4 separate regions of the Mus musculus genome follow, and regions 1, 2 and 4 are each linked to region 3. Evidence: chromatin contacts called from public promoter capture Hi-C data. All regions are on one chromosome and are shown on one strand. Each heading gives the region's core, a stretch centred on a gene start, on an enhancer-like site or on the middle of the called end of the contact. The rest is flanking DNA. Distances are from core to core; before and after follow the strand shown.

Region 1 (3,853 bases), core at 1,157-3,656, 2.5 Mb before region 3:
GACACATTTATACAGCTGTTTTGAAAAATATGGAGAAACAATAGCTGGAAAGGGAAAATAGTTGAAGGAAATATATTGTTAGCTTTAAGCACATTAGCATTAGCATAGGATTTTAAAAACATTTACAAGTATATTGTCTGCGTGTAGGTGCCATGTATGTGCAGTGCCTGAAGAAGCTAGAAGAAGCCAGGAACTGAAGTCAGAGACAGTTCTGTGTCCCTAGGTGAGTGCAGGAAACAGAAGCCAGGTCCTCTGCAAGAACAGCAAACGCTCTTAAGGTCTGAGCCACCTCTCCAGCCCCCTCATATGGAATTTGAGTCTATGCAGTAAGAAAAGTAAAATGAGAGCAAAATGTTGACAATCTGGTATCAGAATGAAAGTACATGTAGAGGGAAAGGGTGACCAAACACTGTCATACCAAGATGGGAGAAGAGAAGTCTGTAACTTCAGTGACCACCTACTAGAGTGATGTCCTAGACGATGCCTACAGCCCTCAGCGCTGTGGCCACTATTCAGTTACTTCTTCAAGGCCATCATCTCCACTGTCACTAACATGCAGATGCCCCTCACTTCTGCTTCCCCTTGCCCTGCTCATTCTCACCGTGTGACTTACATCATGTTCTTCCTGCAGTGTGAATCAAATCATATCCGATCACTCCCATTTTGTCCCTTAGCCATGGCTGAAATAGCTCTGTAGTATCAGGTGTCTGTACCTGCTGTGACCCCATTTCCTTTCACTGTTAACTCTGCTCGCTCTGCACGCTCCACACGGACCCTGGTTTTTTTTGTTGTTGTTTGTCTTTGTTGATATTCAATCCTATCCAACTTATTTCTGTCTCTGGACTTGTGTACGATGTGAGATTTTTGTCTCGTGGGTAGCTCTTTCACAGTTTGGGAGTAGGCTCAAATGTCACCCCCAGGAAGACCTTCTTTTACCTCTTTAGACCTTCTTTTACCCTCCTCATTGTCACTCTCAATGACTTCATGCCATCATCAGCTAGTTTCATAGCAGACACTGTTAGTTGAAATTCCTTTATTTTACATTTATTTTCTGAGTCCTTCAGTAGAGGCTGCAGTCAATAACAAAAGTGATTGTGCCTGACTTAGTTTGGAATGTCCCCAGCAAACTAAAAAGGTGTATGGCTCAGTGAGAGTCAAGGAATACGTGCTGATTGACTGATAGCTCTTCCAGTTTTCGGTTCCAATCCACAATGTGGGGATAGTTAGACCCACAGAGGCCATCAGAAATAAGCTCTAGCTTATGGAGGTGGAAAGGTGGGCACGAGAGAGCTATTGGCTTCTTACAGCTTCTGGAAGAAGGAAAGTCAGTTTTCTTTAATGGTGCAATTGATCACACCGATCACACTCACAGACTAACACATCAATGAGTTAGTTCGCCTTCAGCCTGGACTCTGGATAATAATAATGTGGGGGGGGGGGTAGTTTTGGGAGGAGCCTGGAGTAGGGGATGAATATGACCCAAATACAGAGTAAAATACCCTCAAAGAATTAATAAAACCAAACCATTATTTTGAAAAAGAAATGACCTAACTTTTATAAAATTCTTACTATGCTTCAAGCAATGGCAAAAATCATATTATATTCTTACCCTCCTTGAATTACTGTGATTTCCATTCACGAAATAGGGCCATCAGGTTACGGAGAAGTCATATTAAAATTAAACTTATGCAAGGACAAGACTTGTGTAAATTCATTGATGCTTAACCTCCGAATCTGCTCTCAGTGCTATTTAATATTTATTGGTCCTTGTTTGTGGAACATTTAGAGAACTGAAGAAAGCTTTAGCGTATTTCCCAGGGGTCTGTGCCTGCAAGATGCACGTCTTTATTCCTTCAGTCCCTCCTTTAAAGGCCCTCCTGTCCTGGTCCCTCTATTCTGAACAAACTTGGTTTTTTCGGCGGCTGTCTGACCTAATGGTTTTGCTGGGTAAACAGCAGAGGGGTGATGAGCGCAGTGGGAGACATCTGCCCATGGGGCTGAGAAGATGCACAGGTCGGGGTGTTGGAGAGAAAGGCGGTTCTCATACTAAGTGTTCCAGAAAGAGGGACGTTGGTTTGCCTGCGCTCAGTCAGCGGCGGAAAGCAACGGGGCTGAGCGAACCCCAAGTGAGAGCCCCGCGGCAGAGCTGCCGCTGGGGGCCGCTAGGTCGAGACAAAGGCTGGCGAAGTTTGGGGAGATGGGGATACAAGCCCCAGTGAGGAGCTTGCACGCCGAAGGCCCAAATGCATTTTCTGCAAAGTAAACTAAAGAAGCATCCCAAGGAAACAAAAGTGCGAGGCACAGTCACTTAGCAAGAAAACGCGAACTTACCCTCTTCGGGCCACCCGGCCTCCGTAGCGCCACTGCTAACTGTGGAATCTGGTAGTCAAGGCAGCAGCGGAGGCTCAAGCCGGGTACCGCGAGACTCGCGAGGTCTCGCGAGATCTCGCCAGCGGCCCCGCCAGGCGGGCATTCTTTCCGGGGGGTTATGGGAGGGCTCTGGTGTCCGGGATGGAGGTTGGTGGCTTCGTGTGGCCGGGGCTGGAGGCAGCCCGGGTGGTCAGGGCGGACTGTGGTGAACGCAGAGCTGGTGCTTAGGCCCGGGTGGGATGGGCTCGGAGGCGCGGAGCGGGGTCTGAGACGCCTCGGGACATGGAAGCGCCCGTGCGGGGTCCGGGGGCCCGCGACGCAGCCGCCACGGCGGCCGAGGAGCAGCAACCCTTTCCAGCGCGCGCAGGAGGACGAGTGGCGGCGGCGGAACAAGACGGTGCTCACCTACGTGGCCGCGGCCGCCGTGGGCATGCTGGGGGCCTCCTACGCCGCGGTGCCCCTCTATCGGCTCTACTGCCAGGTAAGGGAGGGGACGAAGCGCGGCACGGATCCCACCTGAGCCATCCCCCTGCCGGGGAGGCCGAGGTCACCCGCCGGAGGGGGGAGGGGGGCGTCGCCTCGGATCCAGACCGGGAAGGACGTGCCCAAGGTCACTAAAAAACCTTGCAAGTGGAAGCCGGTTCCGGTAATGATGGAGCTGGTGCCACCCTTCAAAGGGCTATCAGCACAGCCATTCTGTGAAGCGCGGGGAGAAGGTACCGCTGACACTTGGTGAGTTAGAGCGGCTGTCGCATACCTGGAGGTTCACAGGACACCTCCCCTGCCCCAGATAGTTGTCCAACCTAAAATGCTAATAGTATACAGTGGTGCCGAGACCCACAGAAATGGAATTGACACTCCTGTGTTCAAGCTTTCCTCATTCTAGGTTAGCATCATCAGCCTAGGCTAGTTTAGCATCATCAGGCTAGGCTGGGTTAGCCTGAGGTTTAAAAAAAAAAAAAAAGGAAAAAAACCCTAAAATCAAGTTCCACGTTAAGCACCGATATTTCCAAAAGAATGCCCTGTTACTTGTGGAATCAACGAGTTTTAGAGAAGGAAATAAATAAATAAGGGAAGCCATAGAATGGTCCCTCTTCATGAGCAAATTAAAATGTAACCCAGGAAAACTGTGACAGACTCAGTAATATAGGCTTGAGCCCAGGACATTATTTTTCTGTTTTCTACCTTTTAGTTTAAACACCAAACTTGAGAAACTTCAATAACATGTCCCTAGAATATATAAGGAATTGTTTTGTTATTGAAAGACGGAACACTTAACTTGCTTTTTCTTCAGCGGATTTAAATCCTTTATGAAAAAAAAAATAGTTCATCTTAAAACTGAGTCTCTGAAACAGAATCATATCCTTACCTGTTAACTAAGGTCAAATTTATGATTTCTCTTTTAGGATTAAAGTTTAATTTGACAATATTGAGAGAAATTGAAAAAGCTAAGTAACGTGTGTAACAAGTGAAAGAAAGATAA
Region 2 (3,970 bases), core at 260-2,759, 2.7 Mb before region 3:
TCACTGTGATAACACCAAAGGCAAGAAACTGCACCGGCCCAAAACACAAATCCGTTCTGGCATCAATTGCGTTCCCAGCTAGGTCTCACATGCATCTACCCCCAGCCCCCCCCCCACTCCCCACCATATCCCCCTACCCGTCTCCTTAGCTCCAAGCCACGGTTGCCTAGGGAAGGTTTGAGACTTACCAAGAAAGGGCTCAAGCCAGAGGAGGCTCCTGCACGCGGTTACACGTGAGCCTGCTCAGCTCTCCCCTCCCACCGGGAAGAGAGCACCGGGAAAGTGTCAGCGCTGGAGGCGTGCACCGCTTCCCGCCGACAGACCACTCCCCCCACCCCCACCCCGCTTTGTGAATTGCGGGTCTGCGGGAGAAAGCGCCTCTCCGCTCATGCCGCGTGAGTTCACAACACAAAACACTAACACGATCCGAATATTCAGGCTGCCGCCGAGTGAGAACCCCCATTTACTTTGACCCCCCCCTCTCTGCCAGGCTCCAACCAGCCACCTCCCGCCCTTTCTCCTCTCCAGTCCCAGAGACACTAGTCTCCCAGGGAAGCGCACACCCTGTCACTCAAAGCAGCGATCCTGACCTGTCAAGTTCACCTGTCACCTGCGCTGCAGGAGGACAGACCTAGAAAGGCAGGCGAGCCAGGTTCCCAGCGCTATTTCAAATGTTGCCCCGGAGGGATCCCCTTTGCATTGAGGAGAAAGAGGGAGTAAGCCCCCCAATTTCACTAAAGCAAGGCGAGGGGAAGAAAGATGCTGGTGCCCTCCCAGCCGACTAGGGGGGTCCCTGGGAGTGTAGTCCCTTCCCTGAGCCCAGCTGCCGAGGCAACGCTCACCGTCTTCAGGATGAAGGGGGAGCTTCAGCGGGTTCTCCAGCAGGGACCTGAGCACGCCGTAGGGAGGCGGGATAAAGGTGGGGTTCAAGGGGAGCTGTCGGGACATTTTCTCCATCGTGATGCACTCAATTGTCTTTTTAAAAAGAAGGCCAATCGCCGCCCCGAAATGTTGATGAGCTTTGTTTCCTCCGTCCTTTGCCAACCAAAAGTACTCGCTTTCAAAACAGTGCAGACAAGGAAGAAAAAAAAAAATCACTTCTGTCTTTGTAAATACATCAGCATACAAATATCAAAAAAAAACAAAAACAAAAACAAAAAAACTTTCGTGTTCTCAGTGCCGACAGTCCAGGGAAGGCGCATCTAGCGCCGCGGACTCCTCCGACCCAGTGCAGGATGCTTTCTCACCTGCCTCCAACACTCAGTCTTGCAAAATGTTCAAAATTGCAAGGAGGTGGGGGGAAAAAGGAAAGAGAGAAATTTTGAAAACGTAGACGGCTGCAGATGAGCAGAAGGCAAAGCGCGGGCCCCGGCCCCTCGCGCGAGCACCGGAGGCTGTGCCGTCCCGCCCCACCCCCCTCCCCGCCGCGGCCGCTGCTCCCCGCGCTCCGCGGCCCCGCAGCGCCGGGCTCAGCGCATCAGGCAGTCCATGTGCCGCTGCCCTGACAAGAGTGACGTCAGGGCCCGCACCGCGCGCCGATAGGCGTGCAGGGGCGGGGCCCAAATCGGGCCCGCCCATCCACCCCGCCCCCCCAGGGCTGCGTGTGTAGCATCGCCGCACGCGCTGTTTTTCCGGCCCTTGCGGCGTTGGTGGGCTGCGAAAAGCACAGGTGCCAGATTTCCTGCTTCACTCTCTGCCTTGCGCTGGGAATAACGCGCGCTAACTCTCACCCTGACTCCTTTTGCACGCGAGCCCTTCCCCCTCCGTTCCCCCCCCCCGCCCCCCAGAGCAGAACAATGAGAAATTCGTGTCAGTGGTTTGCAATGTGGAAATAAATTGGTGATTTTAAAAGAAGATGATTTTTAAAAGATGGCCAAGTGGCATTCCGGACTTAAATTAGAACCCCCAACCCCCGGGGCGATGTCCTGGCTAGCAATGTTTTTTAAAGCTCCCCAGGACAAGTTTAGGAGATTTGGATAGACTTGAAGCGAATGACTTCTGGATATTTCTCCTCCTCGCTCCTGGTGAGCTTAGTACTTTCCTTCTAGCCCCACTGCATATCCGACCTAAGATATCAACTTTCCTGAATTCCAAACAATGTGCAAAAACGTAGAATGGAGACAGGAGCTGCAGACTGAAGTGAACTGTCTCCCACGCTGTCCGAGGGAATTAACAAGACAGACATTTGCTTGCAATGGAAGGAAAGCAGGAGAGACTTAAACACAAGGAATGAAAGTTAGGAGTATTTAAAAGGCCCAGCATGGCTGTAATTAGGCTAACTTAGAAGGTCTGAATACTAATTAAAATAAATTTGTAAACTCTTTGTTAAAAGATTAGGGGAATCTTGTTTGTGGCTGCAGCACATCCCTCTGGCCTTTTGAAGGCTGTGAAAAGGCCAGTTTTTTGACCTTGCTGCTGAGGGTGTGGGGGAGAACACCTTGGCGGAGTGGATGGATTGGAATGTAGGCATTCTGCCTCCCCAGCCAGGAGAACTGAGACACACGAACCGCATCTCCACGCTTCTCTTTCCACTTTCCACCCCCACCCACCCACCAATTACACATTTCTATCCAGCACTAAGTCCCCCTGACCCGTGGAGGAGCATGTGGGATGGTTTTTGCAGTACTGATGGTTGAATGTATGGCCTTACCCATGTCTAGCTAGTTCTATATCACAGTGAGCTGTCTCCTCAGACCTGTGGGGAAGGGTCTGCAAGAAGCTTTTCAATGAGGCAGAAAGGCTTTTGTGAACATAGACTGGGTTCCTGGGGTGCAAATATTACTGGGATGCCCCTCCCCCACCCCACTACCAAAAAATGAGAGATAAGAAAGGAGAGAAGAGAAATCTAAAATTCAGGAAATTCCGGACCCTGGCCAAGGGCACTGGAAGTTCATGATAAGTAGCCCTGACTCTTTCTCTGAGCAGAAGTTTCCGGGTAAATGGACGGCTGGTCCCGTGGCCTTCATTTCCTCCTGCTAACACCTGGGCAAAGTGAATGGTAAGATGACATTCTGAGATGCTCTTGTGATGTCAGATCCCAGAAACATGAGCCCTGGGGTGGATGCGGTGTACATTCAGTGAGCACCACTGCATGCCATTGACTGGGCTGGGGCTGGTGAGATGATGGATGGATAAGACCTGGCTATACCAGGGAAAGGATGCCATAGAAGCACACAAAGTCTGGACTCCAAAACCCAGTAACAGAGAGAGCTGACGTGGGCATCTGTTACTGGAAGGAGAGTGCAGAGAAGCGCCTGAGGTGAGCTTGGAGCCAGTGGTCCCTCATAAACTTCCCAACCCTTCAGTCGGTTTGCTTCTCAGAAAAGAAGGGACTCCGCTGGAAGCTGAAGAGATTATTCAGTGGATTAAAGAGCACTTGGGTCATAAGAATGAAGATACAAGCTTGGATTCCCCTGCATCAACATGAAAAGGGAGGGAGGGAGGAAGAACAGCCTCCAGCAGCAGCAGCATGGGCCTGTAACCCCAGCACTGGGGAGGCAGAGATAGGGAGATCCTAAAAGCTCACTGGCTGCCAGCCTAGGCAATGAGTGAGCTCCAGGTTGAGTGAGAGACCCTGTCTCAGAAACAGAGAAGATGCCCATGTTAATCTACACACACACACACACACACACACACACACACACACACACAGGAGAGCTTCTGTGCTCTTGTCAGAGAGAGAGGAAGGTTTCATCTTTTAACTTTTTTTTTTTTGGAGTAATTTTCTCTTTTTTTTCCATTTTTTATTAGGTATTTAGCTCATTTACATTTCCAATGCTATACCAAAAGTCCCCCATACCCACCCACCCCCACTCCCCTACCCACCCACTCCCCCTTTTTGGCCCTGGCGTTCCCCTGTACTGGGGCATATAAAGTTTGCGTGTCCAATGGGCCTCTTTTTCCACTGATGGCCGACTAGGCCATCTTTTGATACATATGCAGCTAGAGTCAAGAGCTCCGGGGTACTGGT
Region 3 (3,816 bases), core at 487-2,986:
GCCCTCTCCCAGCCTCCAGGAGTGTAAAAAATTATTTATAAATTTTGTGGGCTGTGCTATTTTGTGAAAGCATCACAAATGGACCAAGACGGGATGTTAATGATGACTAAGTGAGATAATTCATGCTAGAGACTCATCAATGCCTGGTCTATGGAAATCAATCAATACATTTTTTTAACTAACAAATAATCTCATGAGTTTATTTTTTAAATACATTATAAACAATGATAAATTAAACGTTTACAGTGACAGTGGCAGGTCTAGGCAGGAAAGAAAGGGATGAACTATTATTTACTAGCATTGGTCTTAAGGCAAAATGTACAGGAAGGCACAATCTCTGAGCTCTGTGATAAACACCCATCGTGCTTTTCAGTTTTAAAACCACAACACTGTACTACAATGCTTGATGTATATAAGTCAGTCACTTGATATTTGCATAATCCGTTAATAAATGAATGGTTATGTGGTATAAAACCCAGTCACTTTGCTTGCACATCCAGAGAGAAAGCTCTCCTGCTGTCAGTAAACCAGCTTGGAATCACAGAAGGTAGGTCGCTATCCGTGGTGCTGACCTACGATGGCTCTGTTCACATTTGGCAAACTGCTTTCTTCTCTCTCTGCTCAAAAAAATCCCTTTCATGCAGTCTACTTTCAAGACACGGAGACAAACACTCCCCTCTATGTTTCCCAAATGGGCTAATTCTCACCGTCTCTGATTCTATTAATGTTCTCAAGTCTCAATGTCTTTCCTGCTGAGTCTCAAAGTTCTCTACCTAAAAAGCATGGATTTATTTCATCCGAGCCTCGATTTTTAATGCGTTGGCCACCTGGAGTCCTTGGCTGTCGTCTCAGAGGGGGGAAAAAATTCCCTCGGCCACACCTCCTTCTTAAAGAGTAGGCAAGACTGCCAGCGGTTCTTTTTTAGGATCCCCGGAGGCTGCAGAACCGCACACTCTGGTTTCTGCAGTCAGCTAGCTGCTTTCCTTCCTCTCTCAGCGCCAGCCCCCACACCCCCACTGCTCCCCTCCGGGTCTCATGACGCCCGACTTCCCAGTACAGAGAATCTCTAGACTTCCTAGACTCCATTCAAGAATCCGGGGAGCCCTCTGGTGTAACTACTTTGGCTCTTATGCCGCACCCTTAGATGCCACACAGTCTGGATGTTCGCTGTGTTTGCTGCATCTACTGTGCAGATCAAAAAACATGGTTCTTTCCCACCTTCTTCCTTTCCACTTCTCCACTCTTTCTATGCTTATTAGATCGAGGCTCACAGTGAAACAGCTTCTAAGCATCAGCAATTTAAAAGTACAAAAATATTCCCTGTGGGTTGTGCGTGTGTTTGTTGTGTGTGTCCATCCGCGCTTATGCAAAGCCTCCCAACGTCACACTTGGGTATCCGGACAAGCTTCTCCACAAACCCCAGATCTTTCCAGGGATTCCCTCTGCCCTGCCCTCTTCTTCTTCAGCACCCTTAAAAGAGGTAGGTCTGGGGCTTTCCGCCAGCCACTCCTGCCTTGATAGACGCACACAAATCTGCTGCAGTTTTTCCTTCCCTGTTCACCCCTAGCCCTTTTAGGCGAGCAGTCCGGAGCGCAGGATTTCCTAGCATTTACCCTGCATCCGCACTGCATTCCCAGGCCGCCCTTCCAGGGCTAGACCTTCTGCAGACCCGGCGGCTCCGGCTCCGCCTGGGTGGTGGGTGGTGCTCTCGCCGCCCCCTCCTTCCCCTGGGGCCCGAGAGAGCCGCGCGCTGGGCAAGAGTGCGCGCGCGCCGGCTTGCTGGGGGAAAATCTCCTTCCCTGGAAGCTGCTGAGTGTCGCTGACCGAGAGTATCCCGGGGTCCATCAAAAGCCACCAAAGCGTTTGAGAGCTTTTCTAAAGAAAAACGGTGAAAGAAAAACAAGAAGGGAAACCCGTTTCCCGGGAGGCCTGGGTTTCCGATGGTATCGGATTCTCCCGTAGCTGCTCTGATAGGGATGCGGTTGGCGGCCGCTGGTACCCGGACTTAGAGTGTCCGTTGCGAGAGGAGGGAGGTGAGGGACTTGCGGGCAAGAGTTGCACCTGATCAGGGAATCTGCGAAGAGAACTGTGGGGTAAGTAGCTTTCTTCTGGCATCCGAGCAGGATGGGGGCGGGGGGGGGGGGAAGGAGGGAGCAGGAGAGGGACGAAAAGGAGAGGGCAGGGAATGGATTATGAAAGAAAGAAAGAAAAAAAATCCTTCAAATTCCGCTGCAGAGGGAATGAGCACAGCGCAGTCCTTCCAAGATGAGTCCCGCACGGCTTTTCTGTAGTGAGCGAACAGCCGAGAAGTTCTTTTTAAAGAAAAAAGAAACTCCAAGCTCCTGGAGGGGAAGCGGGGCAGCCGGGCGGGGCGGAGTTCCAAGGCTGGCGCCTAGGGTCCCGGCCGAGGCAGTGGCCTGAAGTGCTGACTCCCAGCTACTGCTCCTTATGTCCTCGCCGCCCTCCCCGGGACGGACTTTTTGCCTCCGCCCCCGGGTGCCTGGCCGCCCCGCTGACGTGGGGACTCCGGGCGGCCGCACGGAAGCTCACCTGGCCGAGCCTTCTCCTTCCCCTCCTCCTCGTGCTCCCGCCCCCACCTGCCCTCCTCCTCTCCAAGTGGGAAGGCGTCGGGATCCGTAGGCGAGGAAATAACGACCCCTGCAGTTGCATTGCGGAAAATCTCGGCGGCGGTGCTAGTTGCGGGCGATGGAAGCGAGGCAATTGCGGGGTCTGGGGAGCCCTGGAAAATAGCAGAAAAGCGGAAAGCGCGCGTGCAACGAGGGGGAGTCAGTGAGACTCCCGACGCACCCCAGTCCTGGGAGCCTAGCCTTGGGCTCGGCGTCCTGGAAGCATCGCCTGAAGCCAGCTTGGAGGCGGCAGGCGGCTCGAGGACTTGGGGAGCAGGGAGGGTCAACGGAGGCAGCTGGTGACCTGTGTTTGCGGGCAATAATCCCCGCTTCTCTTTCTTTCTCTGTGTGCGGTGTCTGCTCCTCTCTCCCCACCCCTCCGGAAGCAGGAGAACTGGCCTGATCAGAGACAGCAGTCACCCTTTGACCATGCCCCGGTGAAGGGGGGCGGACTTCGAGGGCAACTTGTCGCGGACTACCTGGGCTCAGCTAGCCTACGGAAAGAGAGCAAGAGCCCAGAACTCTACAGCTCGGCCCAGCGGGGGGCTGTTGTCTATGTCTTCTTGGGGCGCCCGGCGGATCGGGGTCTCGGTTTTGCAGGAAAAGCCCAGTGCTGTTGGCTTCAGGTGGCTGCCGCCGCCGCCACCGCGGTCGCCGCAAGTGCCATTTCTGCCACTGGTGAGAGGAGCAGAGATACAAGAGAGGGGAGACCTCCGAGGCAACGAGGCATCGGACATGTGTCAGCACATCTGGGGAGTACATCCGAAGAGCCCGAGGGGAGATTTGCCGAAACAATTCAAACTGCGTTATTGATCTTGGGGGTGCCTGTCCCTGGCCGGCTGTCGGGTGGGAGCGCGAGTGTGCGCTCTCTGGAGAGAGTGTGCGTGTGTGTATGTGTGTACCGTGTCGGGCTCCCCCCTTCCCCCCTGTTTTCCCGTCGAGTGATGCACCTGGAATGAGAATCAGAGGATGGAAATAGTCTGGGAGGTGCTTTTTCTTCTTCAAGCCAATTTCATCGTCTGCATATCAGGTACGGGACGTGCTGGGGTTGCTGGCGGGGTGGTGTGTTCTGTGGTGGTGTTTAGAATGTGTGGTTATTATTATTATTATTTTTATTTTTATCGTGTGCAGACTTAGGGCGGGAAGCAAAGAGGTGGCACGGGCCTTTTTCGTTCTGTGGCTTTGCTAT
Region 4 (4,093 bases), core at 1,173-3,672, 2.8 Mb before region 3:
CCCCAAGCCTAAGAAGAACGTTATGTTCTGTTAATGCAGAACAAACAAAAGAAAACGCACAACCAATAACCAAAATAAACAAACACCAAACAAAACCTTCCCATTCTCGTCTCCTCCCACCATTGCAATCCTGGGCCCTAAATTGAAGCCAGGACTTCCTTTCTGCAAATACACTTGGGATTTATCCTCATAAATGGATGCAAAAGGACATCATATTTCCCATGTATATGTTGCATGTACATAATTCTGTAGGTATGTGTACATGTAGGTAGGTGCATGTGTTCATGTGAACACATCTGTGTGAAGGCCAGAGGTGAAAGCCGGGTGTCTCCCTTTGCCATCTTACCTTTTGAAACAGGATCTCTCACTAAACTTAGGCTGGCTGGCTCTACAGCTATATAATATGTGACCTGAATGTAATTGATTTCTTTTGTTTCATATACAGTTCTCAAAGTCTGTTCATGTCGAAGACGGCATCAACATTTCATTTCTTTCTCTTAAAGAGAAAAAGCAAATCATCTTAACAGCTTGAGGTTCAGAGCAAGACCAAAAGGAAAGTACAGAGACTTCTTAGGTCCTCTCACACAATAGCCTCCCCTGCGTCGTCCCCCCCGCCCCCAAGGAAGTGGGACATTTGTTGTGATTACAGTTCCTATCCCTTAGGTTGTCATTTCATGTGGCTAATTTTCAGTTATCTTTTAGTTAGTACCTTTGTTACTGCCCCTTGATCGTTTATAAGGGGAGTGCCATGTAGTCAATTGGTAGATTTTCAAGCTATGCTAGTTGTCAGGCTTTACTGTGAGTGCAAAAGGAGTCAGGTGTGTGTTTTAAGAATTGTGCTGTTTTAAAACTTAGGGAGAGGCCGTTGGCATACTGACCTGATGGTATCTGGTGCTTCGTGTTAGAGGAAGCTATGTAGGAATCTGTTTTGCATCGGGCAAGTTTCTTTTTCACTCCCTGATCCTCTTTTACATTGATGACTCCCCAACCCCCACTTCTCTACATTTAACATATGAGAGAAAACATTTAACATTTGTATTTCTGAGCCTGGTTTATTTATTTCATTTCATATGATGATATCTAGTTCCATCCATTTCTCTGTTCCCAGAAATGTAGTTACTCGTAACCCCCCCCCCCCCCACACACACACACTGAAGAACAATCCAGTCCTCCTCTATTGGAGCCGATTGTCCTTTTAAACCAAGTGTGCAGCTTTGGAATGGAAAGATCACTCCCGAGTCTTCATTTTTTTCCTTCTGGCTGACTAATTTTCCATGCTGTCTCTAGACACACACACCACATTTTCTTTCTACATCCTTTGGTAGGCACCTACACTAATATAATAACTTGGCTATTGTAAACAGTGCCACCTTTCAAAGCCTTGGCCTCCATACCTGTGAAATGAGTAACATAATTTTGAACCTAAGGATTCCTTCCAAGATCAAAGCAATTGTTGTGGAAAGCACCCCGGGGCACTTAAAGAGAAGGACACTAGAATGGTGGGTGAAACCATTCCCCGGCATCCCCCCATCTTTCATTCGTTTCAAAAAGAGTAAATACTGCTTCGAAGCTGGCCCTAAGTCCCTCAAGAAGGTGAAGTTTGAGGAGTGGGGGATGTGTGTGGGCAGGTTTCCTGGATGGGAGCACACCTGGATTTCAGGAGTGATGCTGACAGGTCCTGCACATGTCAATTCCTTTTTTCCAGTATTCTTCTGAGTGTATTCACTACCTCTTATCTCTTCTCTCCCTAGGATCTGCTCTTCTGGCAAGTCCTTTTAGCTTTACAGAGGTTTAGCAAAAGGGGCCGATTCAAGTCTACTCTTTCCTTGGAAATTTCTTGGGTTAAAAAATAGAAAATAAAATGGAGGACGTAAAAAGATCTCTCCAGAAGAATCCCCCTGGAGAAATTCCAATCTCTTCTTTATAGGACAGCCGTGTTACTAATCCGTCTTTACACAGCGTAAAAGGTGAAGAAATAAATGAAAGGAAGGACGCAGAAATGAATGAAGGCTGGATAAACGATATGGGGCCAAGATTAGAAGGCAGAGATAGATTCTTGCTCGCTGCCACTTCCGGCACAGCTGCTTCTAAGATTGTGGGCCATCTCCTACACACCGTTGTTCCTTCCTCTCTGTTGCAGCTCACACGCTCAAAGCTTTAATGCAGAGCACCGCCCTCCCAGCGCTCCTCCCCTTTCGGCTAGCCACACCCCTCGGCTCTGAGGTTCCGCCCCACCTACCGAGCTTCAAGGGAAATGAATGGCAGCGGAGCCCTGCGCCGCTCCGGACACTGATTGGCCACTGGGCGCGGTGACGCGCAGGTGGCTGCGGGCGCACGCAGCGAGAGCAGCGGGCAGGGGCGGAGCCGGGCTCCGGGGCGGGGCCCAGGCACCCGGGGGCGGAGGAGCCAGGGAGGCGGGAGGCGGGAGGCGCCGGGGCCGTTTAAGCGGCCTCCCTCCCGCCCCCAGGCGCCTGCTCTGGCCCGGGCCCTGTGCTGACCGACCCCCGGTGTGGCCCACTCCGGCCCTGCCCAGTTGCGTGGCTCCCGCCTGGCACGCCAGCGGCCTCGGAGCAGCTCAAGCCCATGAGGCCGGCGCGCCCTGCCGCCGGTGCAAAAGAGACGGAGCTCCCGGCCCCCGCGGTGGAGCGGTGGATCAATGCGGTTCAGGAATCGATTCCAGCGGTGAGAGTTCTGCGGGGAACGTGCTCCGTCCCGGGGGATCCCGAGCCCTGACGAGGACCGGCTCCCGGGAAGACTCGCAGTTCTGCGATCCCCTTCCTCCAGGCAGCTTGGGATCTGTGCCCCGGGACCCCGCATCTGCTTTGCCTCCTCCATCCGCTTGCAAACCTAGCTTGGCCCTTGAGATCCCCATCCAGACACCGCTGCTGCTAGCTTCTAGCAGACTACTCCAGCCTCAGAGCCCCCTCCCCACGACTCCACTCAGGGCCTCCACCCTTATACAAACCCCAACGTGAGGTCTCTTAAGGCTGCTGCAGCACCCTGTGGCGATGTTTGTCTTACAGCGGGTAGGAGGTCTGGCCTGAGCTTTTTGAGGTGTTTTGTCGGTGGTTGGCCCTAGAGACAGGGAAACTGAGGCACGCTTCTCTAGGTCCAGCTTTCCTGATGGTGTCCGGAGGGGTTGTGTGTCTCGGGCTAAGAACCTAATGGTGTGCTATTTGGGGGATTTTTTTTTGGCAGGGGCAAGTTAGCATTCAGGTGGAGAGACATGCCTTTGAGAAACCTGGTTTTAGGAAATAGGGAGAAAGAACGGAGGAGGCGCCACCGGAAGGCGGGTTGTCTGCTCTACACTAAAGAGGTGGTAGGGTAGCCCGACTTGAGGGACATAGTGTGGCCCTTCTCTCCCGGGTGGATTACCTGCGTGGAAGGAATGATGAAGGCTGCCGACCTATTGTTCCCAAAGAAAGCTCTGGGCTTTAATGTTTCTAAGTGGGTGAAAGTTCACCCATGGGGTTTCTGGTAACTCCATCCCTTTGTCTGAGCCTGGCAGCCATACCCATTCCCAGCCCTTCACCACCAACAGGGTAGCCTAGTGTGATGTACCAGAGAATTCAAAAGCAGAAATGCTTAAAATCTTCCGAGCAGGCTATTGAGTTTGAAGTGGTCTTTCTTTTTATTTTAAAATGTAAACACACCATTTAGTTTTCCTTTCCCTTCTTTCCCCTGTTCACTCATTAATGCTTATCTCATTTCTTCCAGTCTCAAAGGGTAAAAGAGCCAACACAACATGCACAGGATGAGGGTGGTCTTTGCGCTCAGTATTGGGGGAGATCGGCTTGAAGATTTGGATTGCTTTCTGAATATTGCTTATTACTTGGTGGCTGGAAGTCTGGCACTATCGTTGGAGGAGAACTACGTCTCTATGTCAAAGGCAGAAAGGAACCTTGGTCTTTCTCGTTTAGAACCACAGTGGATTTAAGAGACTCTGTAACGTGTGTGAACCTCATGTCCTGTGCGTGTGGGTTGTTTGTCTGATTCTTTCCTTTGCATGTCTTTGTGGGCTTCCTGCTTTCAGAGACCAGTAGCTATATTCTGCAAAATTACCCCTTCCCTATTTGACGAAGAGTTTGGGTTT

The links. Promoter capture Hi-C pulls out the DNA fragments that hold promoters and counts their contacts.
Region 1: a promoter capture Hi-C map of embryonic stem cells shows a contact between it and region 3, with 8 times the contacts expected there. The contact joins the promoter of Stxbp4 here to the promoter of Car10 in region 3. A contact is called at or near these places in 3 of 39 promoter capture datasets (cranial neural crest, embryonic stem cells and hippocampal neurons) and 2 of 115 datasets of contacts at active chromatin or transcription factors (astrocytes and embryonic stem cells).
Region 2: a contact with region 3 is called in a promoter capture Hi-C map of embryonic stem cells, with 7 times the contacts expected there. The contact joins the promoter of Hlf here to the promoter of Car10 in region 3. A contact is called at or near these places in 2 of 39 promoter capture datasets (embryonic stem cells and hippocampal neurons).
Region 4: a contact with region 3 is called in a promoter capture Hi-C map of embryonic stem cells, with 13 times the contacts expected there. The contact joins the promoter of Mmd here to the promoter of Car10 in region 3. A contact is called at or near these places in 2 of 39 promoter capture datasets (embryonic stem cells and hippocampal neurons) and 1 of 115 datasets of contacts at active chromatin or transcription factors (embryonic forebrain).

Annotation. Positions count from the first base shown.
Region 1 is chr11:90,635,702-90,639,554 of GRCm38.p6, forward strand. Stxbp4 (syntaxin binding protein 4) reads right to left here and starts at 2,407. Exons shown (of 18, transcript NM_011505.2): 1 at 2,332-2,407. Cox11 (cytochrome c oxidase assembly protein 11, copper chaperone) reads left to right here and starts at 2,483. Exons shown (of 4, transcript NM_199008.2): 1 at 2,483-2,851. The coding sequence starts at 2,489.
Region 2 is chr11:90,389,408-90,393,377 of GRCm38.p6, forward strand. Hlf (hepatic leukemia factor) reads right to left here and starts at 1,510. Exons shown (of 4, transcript NM_172563.3): 1 at 843-1,510. The coding sequence starts at 957.
Region 3 is chr11:93,096,630-93,100,445 of GRCm38.p6, forward strand. It overlaps Car10 (carbonic anhydrase 10), which reads left to right and starts at 1,737. Exons shown (of 10, transcript NM_001361708.1): 1 at 1,737-2,093; 2 at 3,017-3,657. The coding sequence starts at 3,597.
Region 4 is chr11:90,247,054-90,251,146 of GRCm38.p6, forward strand. Mmd (monocyte to macrophage differentiation-associated) reads left to right here and starts at 2,423. Exons shown (of 7, transcript NM_026178.2): 1 at 2,423-2,682. The coding sequence starts at 2,657.